2 separate regions of the Capra hircus genome follow, and region 2 is linked to region 1. A link is a contact called in public Hi-C data. All regions are on one chromosome and are shown on one strand. Each heading gives the region's core, a stretch centred on a gene start, on an enhancer-like site or on the middle of the called end of the contact. The rest is flanking DNA. Distances are from core to core; before and after follow the strand shown. Region 1 overlaps SYTL3 (synaptotagmin-like protein 3). Region 2 overlaps RSPH3 (radial spoke head protein 3 homolog).

The links. A called contact is a pair of places that touch in the nucleus more often than the background predicts.
Region 2: a Hi-C map of liver shows a contact between it and region 1, with 3 times the contacts expected there. The contact joins two enhancer-like sites. A contact is called at or near these places in 3 of 5 Hi-C or Micro-C datasets (blood and liver).

The regions. Positions count from the first base shown.
Region 1 is chr9:82,416,585-82,419,668 of ARS1.2, forward strand. It overlaps SYTL3 (synaptotagmin-like protein 3), which reads left to right. Exons shown (of 16, transcript XM_018053420.1): 5 at 1,092-1,143; 6 at 2,392-2,461. Among named protein-coding and RNA genes, the nearest start is that of SYTL3, 56 kb to the left of the region's middle. Within about 2 kb of position 1,492, at least 2 of the 5 cell types and tissues checked have an H3K27ac peak or open chromatin away from gene starts, as enhancers often do.
Region 2 is chr9:82,599,051-82,602,134 of ARS1.2, forward strand. All of the region lies in intron 6 of RSPH3 (radial spoke head protein 3 homolog), which reads right to left. Among named protein-coding and RNA genes, the nearest start is that of RSPH3, 33 kb to the right of the region's middle. Within about 2 kb of position 1,586, at least 1 of the 5 cell types and tissues checked has an H3K27ac peak or open chromatin away from gene starts, as enhancers often do.

The DNA of each region.
Region 1 (3,084 bases), core at 242-2,741:
TTTGAGCAAACTCCAGGAGATGGTGAAGGACAGGGAAGCCTGGCGTGCTGCAGTCCATGGGGTCACAAAGAGTCGGACACGACTGAGCGACTGAACTGCATCGACAGGAAAGCCTTCCGAATGCACAACACAGGAGCTGCTCTAACCTCCCAGGACCACGCATCTGGCCGTTCTCAGCTGTGTGCCGGGCACTCTGGAGGCTGCTGGGGAACTTCCCTGAGAGAATCCACTTCTGGTCTCCAGGCTGGGCCAGTGAGCTGACCTCACCCTGTGCATTGGGCTGGGAAACATTGTGTTCACAGGACTGTGGGCTTAGAGAGGGCTATTTTTGGGGTCTTAGTACAGCACATCATAAAATCCCCTTTCCTTGAAACAAAAAGAGTACTATATCAGATGGAGTCTTATTTAGGAAATTATTAGCCTCTATAACTAGAAATAAGTAGATTACATTTTTTAAAAGATTAGTTCAATCTCCGTAACAAAGAATGTTTAAAGGAATATAGTCACTCCATTATGAAATGTTTGCAGAGGACAACTGGAAGCTTAGAAGCTTGAAGTGTTTTTCAAATGATCCAGAATTTAAAAGTCTAATTCAGCATCAACTTTCAGTAAAAGCAATCGTTTCCAGCAAGTATGGTCTCATACTGTGTGTGGGTGTATGTGTGTGTGGAACGTCAGCTTTAGGCGGAATATAATTTAGGTAACACAAAATTCATTTGCTTAAATGTACGGTTTCATGATTTTTTGGTAAAATGTACAGAGTCCCAGGTGGGTCAGTGGTAAAGAATCCACCTGCCAATTCAGAAGCAGATGGAGACACAGGTTCGATCCCTGGATCAGGAAGATCCCCTGGAGGGGGAAATGGCAACCCACTCCAGTATTCTTGCCTGAAAAACTCCATGGACAGAGGGGCCTGGGGTTTCAAAGAGTCGAATATGAGCGAGCAACAGCGCACGCCTCAAAATGGTCTCTTGCTTTTTAATCATAAGATGCAGTTAGGAAAATAATAATTTTAATGTATTATATCCTGTATTTCCATCATCTGCATTGTATTCTTACTAATAAATGACCTCTACCGATATCTCTTCCAGGCAAGCACGAGACAGCCGGAGCAAAGCTCTTGCAATCTTATCAGAAGCTGAGGTGAGTGCTGTCAGAGGCCAGGCTGTCCTGTGCCCTCGGGGCTGGAGCACAGAGGACTCACTCAAAGAACGTATAGGTCTCCTGACTTTCAGATGTCACTGCTTTGGAATGTAACTTAAAAAAAAAAAGATGATAAAAAGTGCCTGGAGAAGATTCAGAGATATTTCCACATTCTTATGAAAAGCTAAAAGGGTCGAGCATAGGATTTTCTCACAAGACATTTTGTTTCTTGAAATTTTGGGTAGGTTTTCGGGAAACGAAATGTTGTTTTTGATGGCATGTCCAACGAGATTCAGGACTTCCCGGGTGGCTCAGTGGTAAAGAATCAGCCTGCCATTGCAGGAGATGAAAGAGACTCGGGTTCAGTCCCTGAGTCAGGAAGATCCCCTGTAGAAGGAAATGAACCCATTCCAGTATTCTTGCCTGGAAAATTCCATGGACAGAGCAACCTGGTGGGCTACAGTCCATGGCGTGGCAAAGAGTCAGACATGCCTGAGCACACAGCACCAATGAGATTCTAAACCAAGCACTTGCGTTTATGAATCATTCATGTCCCTAACATCTTGCCCGGTGCCTGACACTAGAAACATTTGTGGAATGAACATTGGTAGGTTTGAATAATGGCCTGAGAGATAGTAACTTTATAAACAAAATTCTAAACTCCCAGCCATCATGAAACGAGCAATAATTCACACACCCAACTATGCTGAATTTATTAAAGTGCTCTTGAAAAGTCTCCACCAGCAGCTTTTGTTTTGTTTTGTTTTTATGGTGAGACTTTCCAATTTCTGGATTTTTCATTGTTTTACTCCATCTGTCCCCTTGCCAACTTCTTTTAGCATAAACTTATGATTCCTCTTATGGTCGGTTTTTATATCCATGACATCTGGGGCATTCTGCTGGGTGCTATCCACTAAGAGGATGCTCAGGCCCACATGGCACCCATGTGTGGAGTCCGGGTGCCAGGGCAGCCAGGCCACAGAGCCGGGGCCCAGCACCCCAGCTGTTTTGTGACCACACGGCTGCAGTGCAGTGCCCAGGCCTGGGACACAGGACTGCGTCTCCCACGTTCAGACCCCAGGAATCAGGGCGGAGTGGATCCAGGCAGGCTGCTGGGCCCTCTTCTAAAAAGTGAGGAAGCGTATTTTTTGCAGAAAGGCAGAGGACTTGAATTACAGGACAAATGTGAATGCTGTATGCGTGTAATACTCACAACCCGTTTCTTATCCCTGTGTTTCCCCTCAGCAGCAAGATCTCCGTGGTTCCTCCCACTCCACCGCCTCTCAGCGAAAGCCAGTGTGGCGGTGGCCCGGCCAGGGTAATGCGCCCGTGCGGTGCCCCTGGGTCGGGGTGGGGAGGGACGCGGAGGAGATGGGGCCGAGAGGCTGAGCCTCGCGGCACAGCGATCCAGCCTCGCCTGGAGGGTCCCGAGGCCCGGAGGGAAGGGGGGCCCCCGTAGGAGGCTGGAGGTGCTGGGCTCTGCCTGGGGTCTGGGTTCCCATCTCCCCGCTGGGGGCCGTGGGCCCGACCCCCACGCTCCCGCACGCCCCGCATGTCAGTGGACGCGTCTTCCGCCTGCATCCCACATCCGCCTCTCTTCACGGCTGCCGTTTGTTGCTTCATACCCTCACCGTGCCCTTGAGTGTGGGGATATGGACGGGCTTCCGTGTGTGTCAGGGGCCTTTGAGGGTTGGAAAGGGAAATACAGGTTGATTCACAGGCGTGTGACTCACAGATGGGGGAGTACCTGTGGAAATGTGGGTGTGCGTGTCTTTGAGTGTTTGTAGGTGCTTAGCGTAAAGAAGGCCAGGACCCTTTCCATCCAGAGCAGTTAGCTGTGTGATTCTGGGGGACTTACCTGGGCTCCCACCTGGGAGGCGGCAATAATCACACTTGTCTGGCTCGCCTCCCACTGCTGGTGTAAGAAATTACCCCAGTAAT
Region 2 (3,084 bases), core at 336-2,835, 180 kb after region 1:
CATATCTGAGGTGATTGATATTTCTCCTGGCAATCTTGATTCCAGCTTCTGTTTCTTCCAGTGCAGTGTTTCTCATGATGTACTCTGCATATAAGTTAAATAAGCAGGGTGACAATATACAACCTTGACGTACTCCTTTTCTGATGTGGAACCAGTCTGCTGTTCCATGTCCAGGTCTAACTGTTGCTTTCTGACCTGCATACTCAGCCACAAAAACAATGAAAGAATGCCATTTGTGGCTACATGGATAGACCTAGAAATTATCATATAAGTGCAGTAAGTCAGAGAGAAACACAAGTCTCATCTGATATGACTCCTATGGAAATCTAAAATGTGTCACAAATGAACCTGTCTATGAAGCGGAAACAGACTCATAGAACAAACTTGTGGTCGCCAAAGGAGATGGGCAAAGATAAATCAGGAGTTTGGGATTAAAATATACACACTACTACATACAAAACAGATAACCAACAAGGACCTACTGTACAGAACAGGGAACTACACTCAATATCTTGCAATTAGCTATAATGGAAGAGAACGTAATAAAAGAACACATGTATACATGCATAACTTAATCATTTTGTTGTACACCTGAAACACAACATAGTAAATCAAGTATATGTCAAAAAAGTTTTTTTAAACTCCATTTAAATTTTCTGATAGACTTAAAAAAAAAACCCCACAGGTAACTGGATATATCTCTTTGAAGATAAATATCAAGAGCTTTTTTGAGCTCTCTCAAAAAGGTTGATTCAGTTCAGCATTGTGCAACATGGTATGGATTCTGTCATTACAAAAAAACTTTTAAAAGAACTCTTCCTAAAGGAATCAGAATAAAAGATGTGAAGTCACTACCTGATACCTTCTACTGATTACAGTGGCTTCCCTTACAATTCAGGCACCTGCCGAAACCCTGCCGGCAGGGTAAACCCTTGGTAAACTACCCAATTTACCAAGGCGAGATGGCAACCTGGTTTACGTCTGCTTAGAAACGCGATCGGCTATAAACGTGTGTGTTTGCATTCCCTCTGTATTACGTTTAGAGAAAGATAAATGATTGTGGAATAGAACAAAAGAATCTATACAGGGTGGCAGTGTCTGAGAAGTTGACCTTCATAGCAGGTAATGAATACCTTCTACTCCTACACAGTGTAAGCGGATTATTGAGCAAGCTGGTCTCGAGGCGGGGCAGGCAGAACACAAGCTCATTCTCCTTCCACTGGCTGGTTAAGCCCACGCTGGGGACTCTTGTGTGAAAAGCTTCTTGGATGAAATCTTGGGCACATTTTAGACCTTTTCTGGTCACTCTTAATATACTTAAACCTCCAGAATAATTAACAATTGGGACTTCCCAAGGGCTTCCCTGATAGCTCAGTTCTGGTTTGATTCCTGGGTCAGGAAGCTCCCCGGAGAAGAGATAGGCTACCCACTCCAGTATTCCCTTATGGCTCAGCTGGTGAAGAATCCACCTGCAATGTGGAGCCCTGGGTTTGATCCCTGGGTTGGGAAGATCCCATGGAGAAGGGAAAGAGTACCCACTCTAGTATTCTGGCCTGGAGAATTCCATGGACTCTACAGGCCATGGGGTGGCAGAGAGTCCAACGTGACTGAGTGACTTTCACTTTGGTGGTACAGAGGTGAAGATTCCGAGCTCCCAATGCAGGGGGCCTGGGTTCAAACCCTGGTCAGGGAACTAAGAGCCTACATGTCACAACTAAGTCCTGGTGCAGCAAAAAAAAAAAAAAAAAAAAAAAAAAAAAATCCAAGAAATAAAAGTTTAAGAAAGTTTAATAATTGAGTCTTGCTGTTGTTCAACGCTAAGTTGTGTCCAACTCTCATCTGGGAGGAAGCTCTTTCCCTTCTGAGACTCAGCCAGCTTTAGGTTTGGTATTCTGCGGTGGGGTGGCAGAGGGCTGGGGCTGGTGTGCCAGGCTCTTCCTCTCTTTTCCCAATTTCCCCAACTTGCCATGAATGCCTGTTTCTGACCCCTCAGAGCTGGGTCAGGGCGAGGGCGGCCCTGCCAAGGCAGGCAGCTGCCATAAGGGGGCCCCTGGACCATGAGTGTAAGACCGTGGCTCTTTCTTTCAAAAAGAGCTTTTGGGAGTTCCTCAAAGACCCCAAGAGGGAGGTGGCTGCGGTTCCTGTGACCTACACACTGATGAAAAATTGTGTGCGCTGACCTCAGCCACCAGGGAGGCTCTAAGGGATGGTAGGGAAGTGCCACCTGAGGCACCGGCTGGCACTTTCACCCACTGGATGCTCAAGTCACCGGGCTGTTGATAAGTAGGGCGGATGGGCACAAGGGGCAGGTAGGTCCTGCCCTGAAATGTCCTGAAGGGACTCTGAACGCACCTGTCATTTCTGACAGGCTATGTAAATCCATTCTTTATTATTTGGTGACACTTCTTTAAAGTCTGCTACAAACTCTTCAGCTCAGTTCAGTCGCTCAGTCATGTCCAACTCTTTGCAACCCCATGGAGGAGTAGCACACCAGGCTTCCCTGTCCATCACCAACTCCTGAAGCTTGCTGAAACTCATGTCCATCCAGTTGGTGATGCCATCCAACCATCTCATCCGCTGTCATCCCCTTCTCCTCCCACCTTCAGTCTTTCCCAGCATCAGGGACTTTTCCAGTGAGTCAGTTCTTCCCATCAGGTGGCCAGAGTATTGGAGCTTCAGCTTCAGCGTCAGTCCTTCCAATGAATTATATTCAGGGTTGATTTCCTTTAGGATGGACTGGTTGGATCTCCTTGCAGTCCAAGGGACTCTCAAGAGTCTTCTCCAACACCACAGTTCAAAAGCACCACAGTTCATAAATGCTTCAGAGGCAATTAACTCCAGCTCTGGGGATCACACGTCAAACTCCTACGTGGTTCCCTGGGAGTGTCTTTACTGCCTAGACACCACACAGTGCACCCGTCGCCCCCACAGGAGCCTCCCTCTGAGGTACTTGGCTCCCTGCAACCTTGAAGGGCGGTGGCAGCCCCTCTGAGCCCTGCACTGGGCGCCTCCTGCCTCCTCCTCAGTGGCTTCAGCTGAACCGCTGAGAAAGGACCCTGTTCTCCATCCTGCGGGGTGACTGTA